2 separate regions of the Sus scrofa genome follow, and region 2 is linked to region 1. Evidence: chromatin contacts called from public Hi-C data. All regions are on one chromosome and are shown on one strand. The core of a region is the stretch at or near the end of the contact, and the rest is flanking DNA. Distances in the headings are between cores, read along the strand shown.

Region 1 (6,960 bases), core at 2,957-5,456:
TTTAATGTCATATTACTCATTTTGCCTTTGAAATGGAGTTTTTTATAGTACAACTTATTTTTAAAGGACCGTAAAACAGTCAAGATGACCTAAGCTCTTGACTCTGGGGATTTGGAGAAGCTGGATAATATTAAGTCATTAAAAATAGGTTGAGGAGACTTCCCAGTTCAGCTTCCACAGTACAGCAAGAAAAGCTGAACAAAATGAAAATCAAAACTTTCATGGGTCTCAAGAGAGAACTGCCGCTCTGAAATTTGGAGGGACAGGCACATCCAGAGAGATGGATCTGGGGTCTGCCTGCCTGGAACATCAACTGCTGGCACCATAAACTATCAGGAACAACACTCATTTGTTGTGATTTTGATGAATTGTTTGAGGCCGAGTGTGGACGCTCATAACAGTGAGAAACTCCACAGGTTACGGTTTTCTGGGGCTTCCACACTTCCTTGGACTTTTCCTCCAAGAAACCCACCAGGTTCTCCTGAGAAGATCAGAGAAAGATCCCCATAGGGCTTTGTCAGAGGGTGGGGAGCTGGAAGAAGAGCCACTTTGAAATTAGGCCCACAGTCTTTGGAACAAAGCCTGCTCCAGGGCAAAGCATTTACTTGGTATTTATCCCAGGTCGGGGAAGAGAATTCCTCCTCTCCAGGCTTCCAGTCTCAGAAAATGGGGAAAATAGTCAGCAGGGTCAGGACTTCAGGAAAGCAAATTGGGAATTAGAGAAAGGAGGGGGCAACAGGGGGATATGGAGTAGGAGCCTTATAACTAGAGAAGTACTTGGTGAGGTCACAGTCCTGAGACACAGGCTGGCTAGAAGACCGAGGTTTAGATGGAAGATAATACACTCTCCCTCGTCCACACCTTACCACCACACCGATGAACTCCTTGTTTGATGAACACAGCACACTTCTAAATAACACACAGCTCCAGAAGAAGTCTCAAGAAAAAATTTTAAACATTTTGAGCTCATTAAAAATTGTTTTAAAAATCAAAGTATGTGGGGTACAGGAAAAACAGTGCTTAGAAGGAGATTTATAGCATTAAATGTATATATTGGAAAAGAAGAGGATCTAAAATCAATCATCTAATCTTAGGTGGAGAAGTAGGTGGAGAAAGAAGAGCAAATAAAAGCTAAAACAGGTAGAATAAAGGGAATAGTAATTTTAAAATACAGTGTGAATCAATGAAAGTGAAAAAAAAACAGAAAAATCAATAAAACAAGCTAGTTCTTGGAAAAGATCAATACAATTGATCCATCTCCTATCAGACTTACAAAGAGAGAAGAGAGAGGATACGAATTATCTGCTGTTACTTCATCATTCTTCTTAGACTTTCAAACCTCAGCTCGGCTGTCTGTATCCTCTCCTCCAAGAGGGCCCTTCACCAAGCTCCAGCCTCCCTAATTTGGATAATTAACTACTAGATAGAGAATCAGGTCTTCATATTTTGTACTTAAAATTTTCTCCAGCACTAGAACAGTGCAGTAGGAACTCAACTGAATGGATGAACACGAACAGCTATGACTTCCTAGTTGTGCCGCATCATAGAATGAAGCCTACTGCATCTTCTTGCCCAGATACCTTTTGCCTAGGTCAAATCCTCCCATTGCTGTCTGGTTTACATAATGTGTTTCTTGGTAGCAGATGTCATGATTGCAATTTAACTCTTAGGGAAAGGATTGTTCAGTAGAAGTATGGCTTTCACTGGTCTATACACCTAGTAGAATATTGGTCTTTTTTTACTCATGAGTGAATTTCAGAGTCTGGGACCCTACCTAGCACATAGCAAGATCTTAGTATATATTTCTAGGATAAATACTTTAAAAGGAATGAAGGAATAAAGGAAGAGAGGAATAGAGGAAGGGAGGGAAGAGGAAGAAAAGAAGAAAGAAGGTTGAAGAATAGTGTGAGAAGAGCTTGGTCATGTAGGTGGTCCAGGAAAGAGGATTGCGTACTATTTTTTTCACTTCATCCTGCTAATAATAAGGGGCCAAAAAAGAATTTTAGGCAAAGGAATAGCATGGTTTAGGAAATAATGTAAAAGTGGATTATGGAACAAAAAAGCTAAAGACAAATAGCAAATATAGTGTAGGAAAGAGATGATAGAAGCAAAAATCAAGGCAGTAATTGTGTAAAAATCAAAAGAGCTAGTGTCTAGTGGGTAAAAGCAATAAGGCTTGAAAACAGTACTGTCACGTGCATTCTCTATCCACAGAAGTAGTTGGTTTCAGGACCATCTGGCATTTGGTTACTGAGCAGAATACCATAAAATAAAAAGTCACTGATAAGTAAAAGTGCATTATGTTCCTAGTAAGAACATCAGAATTCAATACTAGTTTAATGTTTTAAAATGCATCATTGTGCCTGCAATCCCAGTACCACAGGACAAATGTTGGGTAGATTACATAGAAGATTGCAAAGGAGAGCTTTTGAAGAATTAAAAATAAGGCAGAACTTTCTTAACTCAGGACACAAGTGCCAGCTGATCTTAAAATCCTCAAGGCGCCCCACCATGGGCATTTTGAGCCCAGAGATGCTTCTGTGGCCCCAGCAAACTTCACCTCTGTGATGTGATAAAAAGAGCCCAGAGATGCTTCAGTGGTCCCAGTGAACCTCACCTCCGTGATGTGATTAAAAAATAAGGTGTCTTCTGAATTTCAGACAAGAAAGTTGTTGCTTTTGGAGAATTATTTATTTTTTAGACAAGGATAAATTTAAGTCATGACTGAACACTGGCATGTTTTGAGGAGGAAAAATATTCTGGGAGACCATATCACTGCAGAGGAAAACAAATTCCATAACCAAACTGAGCACCGTATGGTTAAATAGTTTCACTGAGAATTTATTTACATTTACCTATAGCATTTGCTTTTTGTACAACATTTTTTTGGATAATTGATTATAAATACTATCTATAGAAAATAAAATTAGGAACAATAAATAACTTATTAAATTGTAGCTTATAGTACATGACCTTTGTATTGGCCTAGAGTAGCGTGTGTATTTATCATATTTGCAAGAGTTAGAATACAGTGTTTTCTTTTTTCTCCCCAAATTAACTTAATGGTTTAGAGAAATATTCAGTAATATATAGGATAAAATTTATTTTGGATATGTCAAAAATAAATTCAGTATGTGTATTTCTAAGTTACTGAATTAATTATAATTTGAATTACATTGTTATTTTCAATCTTCAAACAAGAGTGATTTTAAAATGGGTTTTCATAGTTTTTGCATTTATAATTTATATTCTGATCATCTCTATGTTCATTTCTGTTTGTATGGCCAAAATCTGTACTCTGATTCTGATCAGTCTCTATTTTAAATTTCTGAGAAAAACTTGAATTCAGATCTGTTTTGAGATCATCTGAGCCATTTTGTGCTTGGTGTTCTGTGCTTTGTTCTCACTGTAACGTATTTGATATGTGCAAGCCCTTGTTATCCTCCTTGCAGACAATCCTTTATCAATATAATTCAGTATTTGAATTCTGGAACAATAATTCTATAATATGATGTCAGAGTGAATAACACATTATTTCATTCATCCTCTTGTAACAGTTTACTAATGTTTTTATGAAAAGACATGATAAACATAAGACACTTCTGATTACTATGTGTCAAAAGCTATTCTGACTGTTTTAAACCAACCCATACAGTAACTGTTATATGTAAAAAGTCACTAATAATAGGAGCCCAGTGAAGTCAAGGGAATCAAAAGATATGACTTTTAAAGAGGCTGAAAATCTCCATTTAAAAAACCCAACATAGCAATCTAATAGTGTTTAATTTAGGCACACATACTATTTTGATATTTCTTTCATGGTTGAAGTGGCAGATTACAGTTTCCAAAAATGTCCACAGAGTATTCTTTGTCCTGTATCCTTTTCCAGAACTTTGCCACTCCCCCATCAAGAGGTAGAATGGAATTCCCCTCCCCTCAAAATGAGACAGAGCTGTGGCTGCCTTGACAAGGAGAATATGGCAGAATTCAAGAACAAGATAGGCCACAGTCATTTGTTTAACTTCCACCAGCCTCCTTCCAGTCTTTGGGTGTTCTCCTGTGAACCCACCACAAGGTTGTAAAAGAAACCAGGCCACACAGTGGGGCTGATTGTAGGAGTTCTGGCTGACAGCACCCGCTAAGGCCTCAGCCAACAGCCTACATCAGCTTGCAGACATATGTGTGAGTGAGCCCTGTTTTCCAGCCTTTGCGTCATCCAGCTGAGACCCCAGATATCAGAGCGGAGAAGCAGGCTGTCTCCCTGGGGCCCTGCCTGAATGTCTTACAGCCAAATTTGTGAGCATGATAAATGGTTGCTTAAGCTCCTCAATTTCACAAGCATAATAACTGGAACAGCTATCTAGGTCTGCATATTCAATTTCATATTACGGTATCACATTAATAGATGTTTGTTACCAATTTCATAAACAGTATTTTGCAACTTTTCTCAGAATGTGCCAAGGATCTTGTAAGGATTATGATTTCAAGTATAATGTGGATGATGACAATATACAGAGAAATATATGTTTAAGTTGTCCATACTAGCAAAATCTGGGAAGACTTAAGATTTAAATTTCGTACCGTACTTGAGAAAATGATTGGCTTATTATACTTATGAACAATTTCAGGCTTACAATAATAGAGCTGGTGCTATGTGGAGGAAATTATTTCACATTATTGTCTCCCTGTGTGCAAATGCCCACTGTCTTTGTTTTCCTTTTTTTTTTTCTCAAAAGAATGGTAAGTTTGATGAGAACTAATAACAACTTATTAAAAACAAAGCTCCCTATTTATATTTTATAGCCTTAAACCTTGGTTCAAACTGGAGAAAAGCAATCCTTTTGAAATACATTTCGTAAGGATCTAACCTTTGCAAGATAAATTCTCTTGGATTAAGTAAAAACTCTTTTGAAATAGTCAAATTCAAATTACAGAGCCATGAGAGTTTGGGGGTACATCAGTATTAGTCCATTTCCATTATATATATAATACGGTCAAACAGTTATAAAATGTACTGAATATGCATTTATATAATTTCTAATGATGCAACTGAATTTCATGAAGTTCAGTGACTATCAAGATCATTATCATAGATAAGTTTTACATTCTATATCTATAATTTTCACAGTCTTACCTGCTGTATTACAATACTAACTGATATGTTTCAGGCTTCCTCCTCAGATTTAGTCTGATGAAATAATAATTCCAATAAAATGGACCAATGATTAGTTATACTGATAACACTAGAAACAACAGATTAGAAGTGGCCTAACTACGTGGCCTCTGACTGCCTGGCTGCAGGCAGAGCTGTGTGCAGCTGAACAACAAACCCAGCAAATTGAAACAACAATAACCCTCTTTACCTTAAACATCCTACCTAATTAAGTTTCCTGGCATGTGAAATGCATCCACTGTGAGAAATGATGTCTCAGACACCACTCACCATTTAACATTTTTATGTCATGAAGAAATATAAAAAAGATTTTCTCAAGTAGATGGTAGTTGTATGCATATATATGTAATAAAGCTTATTCTGATATCAATGAGTGGAGATCCACAACTTATATTTGCTGTAGAAATCTCTATATTTCACTTTTATAAATGAGTGCAAATAGCTTAGGGTTATAAAAGAATTAAGAACCACAACCATAAGAAGACTATCTGTAAGGGTCCCAGACTTTTGGTATAGTTGATGACAAGTAATACACACAAGAGCAATAACTCACATTTTGCATAAGGAGAGACATGACAGAGAGAGTAGAATATAGTTTGAAAGAAGATCTCCAAGGACAGCCTTGCAGTCGGCATCTTTGAAATCATAAGACATGAGGAGAACAGAAAAAAAAAGAGCAAACAGAAAGCCTAGTAATTTAGGGGGAATTGAACAGAAAGTAAAGGATAGCAAAACAAACATGGCATCCCCAAGGAGAAGCCCCAAAGGAACAACAAAACTACTGTCACAGCCTAGACAAAAGATAGCAAAGGATTCCTGGGAATGTGATTGCAGTTTCTTACTGTGGGTGTTCACAACGGTTTCCCAAAGTGACTGAACCATTTTGTACTCCCACCAGCAATGCAGGAGAGCTCCATTCACTCTGCACCCTTGCCTTTTTTTGTACATTTAGGATTTTTAAAATTTAATCATTCTAATATGTATTAAGTATATTCAGTATTTTTAATATCCCATTTACAACATAGCACTGGGTGATTTGGAGATAATGAAAGATAAGGCAGAAATGTCTTACTGTTTATAATCTCACAATTATAATCTAGTTTGAAATCAAAACCCAAGGCCTTTGTTCATTGGTATTAATTAGCAACATATAAAAACAACTCCTACTTTATTTAGAAGGTTACTATTATGTTCATTCTTATTTTTTCTTAAAATTTAGTGCAACGTTTACCTTCCACTGTACTTGAGCATTAGTTTAGGCACAGCAAACTGTAATTCTTCTCTTGTGGTGGTATATGAGTGACATTTGGGATGCACATTGTTCCAGTCGTATTCTCTGAATGCATTTTCGTTTATAACTGCAACTCTAAGTACTGGGAGGTAACAGATGATAGCAAATGTAGGCTGGGTACATGAAAAGGCGTGCGTTGTCTCATCACAGTGGTAGGTTGAGTTTCGGACCACATTCTTCATCTTTCCCCATATCCACCTTTTGCCATGGAACTTTGCAGTCCTGCCCCTAAGTATCAGACTGTACTTTCCCATGTCGTCAAATTTGACTTGGCCATGTGACTCTGAGCAATTTGTTGATTGTGGTTGTGATAAGCAGAAACTGGAAATGAACTCACACAGTGGGGCTTGTCCTCTTATACTTTTGCCATTTTTTTAATGAGAAAAATATGTCAGCTAGCCAGATGGCCCCAGGACCAGGATGAAAGACAGGTGGAAATGACCCACTCCGGTGCTTACAGCCTGAAGCTCAGTCCCTGCTGCCAACCCACTCTCTC
Region 2 (6,960 bases), core at 1,760-4,259, 64 kb before region 1:
TTTTTTGATTTTTAAAAAATTATTTATTTGCTTATTTAGTTTTTATTGTTATTTCCCTAATACAATTTTTTTCCTATTGCACAGCATGGTGACCCAGTTACACATACATGAATACATTCTTTTTTCTCACATTATCAGGCTCCATCATAAGTGATTAGACATAGTTCCCAATTCCTAAGTATTTTAAACTTTATTTTGCTATTGTGTTGTATTTTTTACCTGGTTATTGTTTCTTTATCCAAGTCTATTGACTCCTTCATATTAGTTTGACATTCCATCTTATCACTGAATTTTTTGAGTCTGATTTTGTTAAAAAAAACACTGTGGCATGACATTTGCTCGTCTATTTATATATTTATGCTCTTTTATGGTATTAATTTAGCTCTAACCCTTTGAATGATTTTTTTTAGCTGCAGTCTTGCTAACAAGGATATAATCAGAATTACACTTGAAATTTCCTATGATTTCCTTTAAGGAAAAACTTTCACCATATTTGCCATATTTAATGTTAAATTAAATGCTCAGTGTACTTAAACTTTTTCGAAGTGTGCTGCATTTCTGCACTCTTTGCAATCAAAGAAACTGGCAACATTTCTTTGCTAAGGGAGCAACACTTACTGTGTGATAAACACTAATCTAGAATACTGTAGATTTATTTTCTGCACAACTGGTAAGATGTAATTTCCCTCAACTTGGCATATTGATTTTATGGTCCTTATCATAAAATCACAGGCCTGGGAAGCACCTTGAAAAGCAACTATATTCAGTTCCCCTGGCTCCCCCGAGAACTAAAGAACTTGGCAAAAAGATACCCTACAATTTTCTTCAGAAGCCCATTTTAGTGTTTAATAATCCATAGGATTCTTAAAAGATTTTTATATCCATATTAAATTACCAATGGAGCATAGATTTTGAGTCTCAGTCCTAAAAAACTGGAATAAATGACCTTTTCCAGGGAAACAGACATCTCTGTCGGATCTGAAGAAGTGCTGTCTGTGTGAAATAAACTGAAAATATTACCTTTCCGGGCTGGAGCAAGAGAATTTCAATCAAGTGTTCAACTCCACAAAGTGTTTGTGCTGCAGCAAGCTGGACAGTTGTCATCAAATGTTCTTAGTTGCCACCTTCTTGGACTCTCATGGGTAATATGAGCACAGGACCGAAAGTGACAGTACAAGGTGAACTATGACCCAGAGACAGACAAATTGTGGCTGTGCTGTCAGGTAATGGGTCAGGTACACAGACAAGTATTTCAAGCTGATCTCAGCAGTCACGGTGTGTCTGAACAGAGGAGCCCCAGCTGAGCCAAGCTCCCCCACCCATGCATTGCTATGAGTCATTTCCAGGGCAGGACCTCCTTTCTTTTCACTTGTTCTCTAGATGCTGGTTTGCCTAATATTTGACCTTGACACCTCTGATGACTTCTGATCATGGGTAGTCATATCTTTACAGAACAAGCAGAAACTGTAGTGACTGGACAGCCTGGTGGTTCAGGGAAGGATGTCATTCATCCTTAGTAGCAAGAATAATGGACAATACATGGACAATGGCCACAAGAACCTCCCCAACATGCAGCAGACTTGTTGTGAGCAGTATACAAACTTTGGTTGTCTTAAACCATTGAGACATTTAGTTTGTTTCTTACTGCTGTGTGACTTAGCCTCTTCTGGCAACACAATTTTGAATCACAATTTGAAAGTGTTGCATTCTGCTCTTCTAACTGAACATTATGTCATTCATATTTTCTTCATGTTGCAATATTTAAAAATAATTTTCCTTTTAATAATGAAGTAATGTGAGATAATAATCCCTCAAGGAGATGCATCATTATTTACTTAACTAATTCCATATGGTCAATTATTTACACTCTTCCCCCTTTTTTATGTAAATAATACTGAAAATGGATTAATCCATAAAATTTCTTCAGATTTAATTTCCAGGAGTAGGTTACTGATTTCTTATAAATTATAAATCAATATATTTCTTCAGGGTCTCAAACCATGCAAAGGTTTGAACATTTATAGAGGATCACACTGAGGTCAATACACAGTGGCTTACGGATGAGCTTAACAATGGTTGTGTGGCCCTAAAGTCAACACAGGAGATGGGTCTATGCTACGCCCCAGTCCATAGATGCTTCACTCAGGACTAAGGCACTAGCTTTGCTTTCTGGGTGGTGAGGCCCCAGCCGTAACTATTCCTGCTCTCACAGGCATGGTCTTGTCACTGGGGCAGCCATCACTGCTGTAGACCCTGTTGTGTCCTGGGGCTGCTGTTCCTAAGCCCTGGGCACTCCTAATCTCAGGGCCCTGACTGTGTTCTCCTGGTCTCCTCAGTGGGAGCATCCTGGGTGCTGCAGAGGCTGGAGGCTCCGAAGGATCTGACTGGTTAGGAGATGAGGAGAAGGTACAGCCCACAGAAGAACTCGACCAATAGGAGATGGAAGCAGTGGATAATTCCTCTAATATCCTCTTGAATACAGTTTGAAAATACTGTACTTTCCCACAGCTTCTCTGAGGACAAGAGCAATCAGACACTCCCCGTGTCACCAAGCCGTCATTCAGTACTGTGTTTTCTGTGTTTGCCCTCCCTCCTCGCTCCTCCTCGGCTTTACTGCAGTGAACTGGTGCTTCCCTGAGGTTGAGGTCCTCTCAGAACGTGTTAGCCTATGAAGTTGTGCCTCAGGCTTCGTTTCTCTGGAGCCTATTCCCCAAATCTCAGCTGCCTGTCTACACCGATGCCAAATAGAAGTGCAGAGACAGAGTTGGAGGAAACAGAAAAAGTAGCTTTAATTGCCAGGCCAAGAGGGAAACACAGCAGGCTGTGCCTCAAGGGCTGTGCCCCCCCCCCCCCGAAGTGGATAGTGAGGAGCTTTATGGTGTCAAGGAACAGCGTGTGATCAGCTGGGGACCTTTTCCTGCTTGCTGGGTGGTGAGGTAATTGAGAGTCATCGTCATCAGCCTTGTGGTTCCAACCAGTCTGGGGTCTGCGTGCTTGTGGGCAGCACACAGTTAACTTCTTAAACTGGACAGGGTTTCAGATCTGCAAAACAGCTCCAAGGACATGACTCAGAATCTTATCTACAGTCCTCAAAGAACTGAAGGCCTTTGACTTTGTTGAATGGCTAAATTATTACTACTGTTTTCCTTTTTCTCTGTATTTGCTCACTTCTCTGATTAAACTGGTTCTTTGACTAATATTTTTCTATAGATAAAAAGGTAGGTGGAGGACAGGAATGGGAGTCCACTCTGGGAAGGCCTCACAGAGTTCTGCTCCGTTACAAACCTAGGCATGGAGATTACTATTACCTGAAAAAAACACCAGAAAAAATGACAGCAAAAAACCATGAAATCACTCTCCTTTATGTTAGCAGAATTCTGATACTACTCTTACTATTATAATATGATTAAAGACGTTGCAGGAGTTCCCGCCGTGGCGCAGTGGTTAACGAATCCGACTAGGAACCATGAAGTTGTGGGTTCGATCCCTGCCCTTGCTCAGTAGGTTAAGGATCCAGCGTTGCCATGAGCTGTGGTGTGGGTTGCAGACGTGGCTCTGATCCCACGTCGCTGTGGCTCTGGAGTAGGCTGGTGGCTACAGCTCTGATTGGACCCCCTAGCCTGGGAACCTCCATATGCCATGGGAGCGGCTCTAGAAAAGGCAAAAAGAAAAAAAAAAAAAAAAAAAAAAAAAAGAAAGAAAGAAAGAAAGAAAGAAAAAAAAGATGTTGCAAAGGAGACAAAGTTTCTAATTCAAGTTCATGTTAATGGATGTTACTATAAACCTTTGGGGTTTGTACAGCTAGGCTAAAAGAGACTTTTTAATTTTCCATAAGCACGAGGGATCTGCTTTTTGCATGTGACCAGAACACCTTGAGCCACAGTAATAAGGAGAAAAATAGTACCATTCAGTAGATTTTTCAAAAAAGAAATAAAGAAAATATGTCAGATGATGTCTAAGTGCTAATGTAAACTTCCTTGTGTCTAAAACTTTTTTTCTGGAGTTCCCGTTGTGGCGCAGTGGTTATCGAATCCAACTAGGAACCCTGAGGTTGCGGGTTCGATCGCTGCCCTTGCTCAGCGGGTTAAGGATCCGGCGTTGCCATGGGCTGTGGTGTAGGTCGCAGACGCGGCTCGGATCCCGCGTTGCTGTGACTCTGAGGTAGGCTAGCGGCTACAGTTCCGATTTGACCCCTGGCCTGGGAACCTCCATATGCCACGGGAGTGGCCCTCAAAAGGCAAAAAGACGAAAAAAAAAAAAAAAGAAAACTTTTTTCTTTTAATTCTAGATTTAGTAAGATACATAATTACAATTAGAAAGTGAAGGGTAATATATTTTATGTTTAACCAGCAAAGAAGGTACGTTAAATATAAAAGGCACAAGTGTAGTGCATTTTGTTAATGGCTTTTTTGGTTCCTGAACAGTAGTTTGTTTATTCAGAGTTTATGGTTGAAAAGTAAACCTGGGAGGAAAGGAAAATCCTTTATAGCAGTTGTTCAGCTCACATAAATCTTTAAAATCACACGTGCAACCAAAGCAGAAGGTTTGTGTCCTGCCCTCGCATAGGTCTTGCTCATGAACCATTTACTACACAGTGTGCTTTTCACCCGAATTGTTGTCACCATAGATTAGGAGGAGGAGGCACGACACTCACTCAAGGAAGGGGAGTAGAACATGGCTCACATGTGCCAGTGCGAGTGTGCCTCACTCGGGTGAGGGCTGAGTGTTTCTCCCCAACTGTCCCTCTGTCATTGAATGCAGCTCCAGAGTCCTTACCTCTCTTGCTCTGCATGCAGGCGCAGGGAGTTCCCATAGCCAGCCCCCAGCTGTGCTGCTCATGCCCACTTCCTAAAGCCTACCATCCCACCCTTCCCGAGTGCTCTGTCCTTCTGGCTTTGAGGCTTTTCCAGGAGCTCCTGAGGGGTGGGCTCCTAGAATAAACACCACAGAACAAAGTGCTGGGGAATTAGCGTCACCAGATTTGCTTCTCTCTCTATAGCCAGTAACCCTCTAGAGCTGCAGGTAGATATCCTAGCTCTCTCTCTCTCCTTTGATGGGATAATTCTAAAATGCCAAGCTGCTTGTTTATATGAGTGTTACTTAAAATATGCACTGCTGTCTGGTGCAAAACTTGATAGTACTGATCAGATCTCACTGTTCAGACCTTCTTCCTGCCAGCTAAAAGAAAGACAGTACCTTAAAGAAGAACAATTCTCCCTTAAAATCCTAAAATCCCAAGTAAAACTATTAAAATTCCATTTTCTTTTCTTTTCTTTTCTTTTTTGGCCACCCCATGGTATATGGAGTTCCTGGTGCAAGGATCAGATCTAAGCCACAGTTGCAACCTACCCTGCAGCCGTGACAACACAGGATCCTTAACCCACTATGCCAGGCCAGGGATTGAACCTGTGCCCCGGCACTCCAGAAACGCCACTGATCCCATTGCACCACAGCAAGAACTAAAATTCTGTTTTCAAATGTGGCTAACTAGAAGATATTCTAAAGTTCTAATTTTAAACTGTCTTTTAATGTACACACATTCATCCCACTTATATGTAGAACTTTGAAAAGCTGTAAAACTTGAGCACTCTTGTGATTACAATAATTTTAAATTGGGACAGCAAGAAATGTAGTGCATAATACATGGTGCCTATCCCTTGCCCTTTTATACCAATGGTTCCAAATATTAGCTATGGAGATGGACTCCTTGGCATTTCAGCTCACACATTTTACTTATTTGGTGTTCAGGTGAGTACATCAGGATGCAGTTCAAGTATCACGTTGCCCCAGAAGCCACTGTACTGCTTCTCCATCGGGCTCTCTGCTGAACGTAGGTGTGAATAAGCCCTGCACAATCTGTTTCTTAAGAGTCCAAAGCCAACTTTCTGTCAAGATGAAATGTCCTTTCCAGTTTTCTGTTATAGTCCACCTGCTGAAATAATTTCTTAGTATTAATCACATCAAATTAAAAGCGAAGCAACATTTGGTTTCTAACTATGTACATCGATTGGGCTGACATTCATCTCTGAGGAACTGAGAAAGTGGTCTCTTTACTCCCGTGATTTCTCATTCACTGCCAAAATGCCGCTTCCTCAACAATAGGATCTTAAATGTTGGTTGAATGGGAGAACATTCAGTATGAGAAGTGAACATTAGCAGTAGTTTTGTCATCTATGACAGAAAATAATGTTTTGTTAAGTGACAGAAAATAATGTTTTGGTTAGGAAATCATTGTTACCCTAAAAAAATAAGGTAATTTATGAGAAAGTAATACTAGTTGCTTACATAAACCTGACCATGTGCCAGATTCTCTCCCCCCCTTTTTTTTCTCTTTTGTCTTTTTGGGCTGTGCCTGCAGCATATGGAGGTTCCCAGACTAGGGGTCTAATTGGAACTGCAGCTGCCGGCCTATACCACAACCACAGCAACGCGGGTCCGAGCCGCATCTTTGATCTACACCACTGCTCATGGCCATGCCGGATCCTTAGCCCACTGAGCAAGGCCAGGGATCAAACCCGAGTCCTCATGGTTCCTAGTCAGGTTCGTTAACCACTGAGCCACAACAGGAACTCCCAGATTCTTTCTTAAGCAATAGTTTACTCATTTAAGCTTTATAATAAACCTATGAAGTAGAAGCTGTTATTAAATCTACTCCACAGTTGAGGTAAAGTTGAGTGATTTACCCACAGTGATGCAATTATATCAGAGCCAGGATTTTCTCTTAGACAGATTCTAAAATATGAGTTCTTAGCACATTATATAGCAGAGCCATTTTCTAAAAGATGATTAACATGTATATACTGCTACTTAGTAATTAGGATAACAATAAGAAGTAGGAATGTTATTTGAAAATGACTAGAAAACTAAAGTAATACTTCATGCCAGCATTTTCCATTCATTGTGTTTTTCTCATCAGATAGGTTTTATACACATCTAACGAGTTTCTTCCCACATGTACAA

What was found. A called contact is a pair of places that touch in the nucleus more often than the background predicts.
Region 2: a Hi-C map of heart right ventricle shows a contact between it and region 1, with 3 times the contacts expected there. A contact is called at or near these places in 5 of 47 Hi-C or Micro-C datasets (heart right ventricle, liver and skeletal muscle).

Annotation. Positions count from the first base shown.
Region 1 is chr4:71,766,102-71,773,061 of Sscrofa11.1, reverse strand. No RefSeq gene overlaps it. Among named protein-coding and RNA genes, the nearest start is that of ASPH, 130 kb to the left of the region's middle.
Region 2 is chr4:71,829,155-71,836,114 of Sscrofa11.1, reverse strand. No RefSeq gene overlaps it. Among named protein-coding and RNA genes, the nearest start is that of ASPH, 70 kb to the left of the region's middle.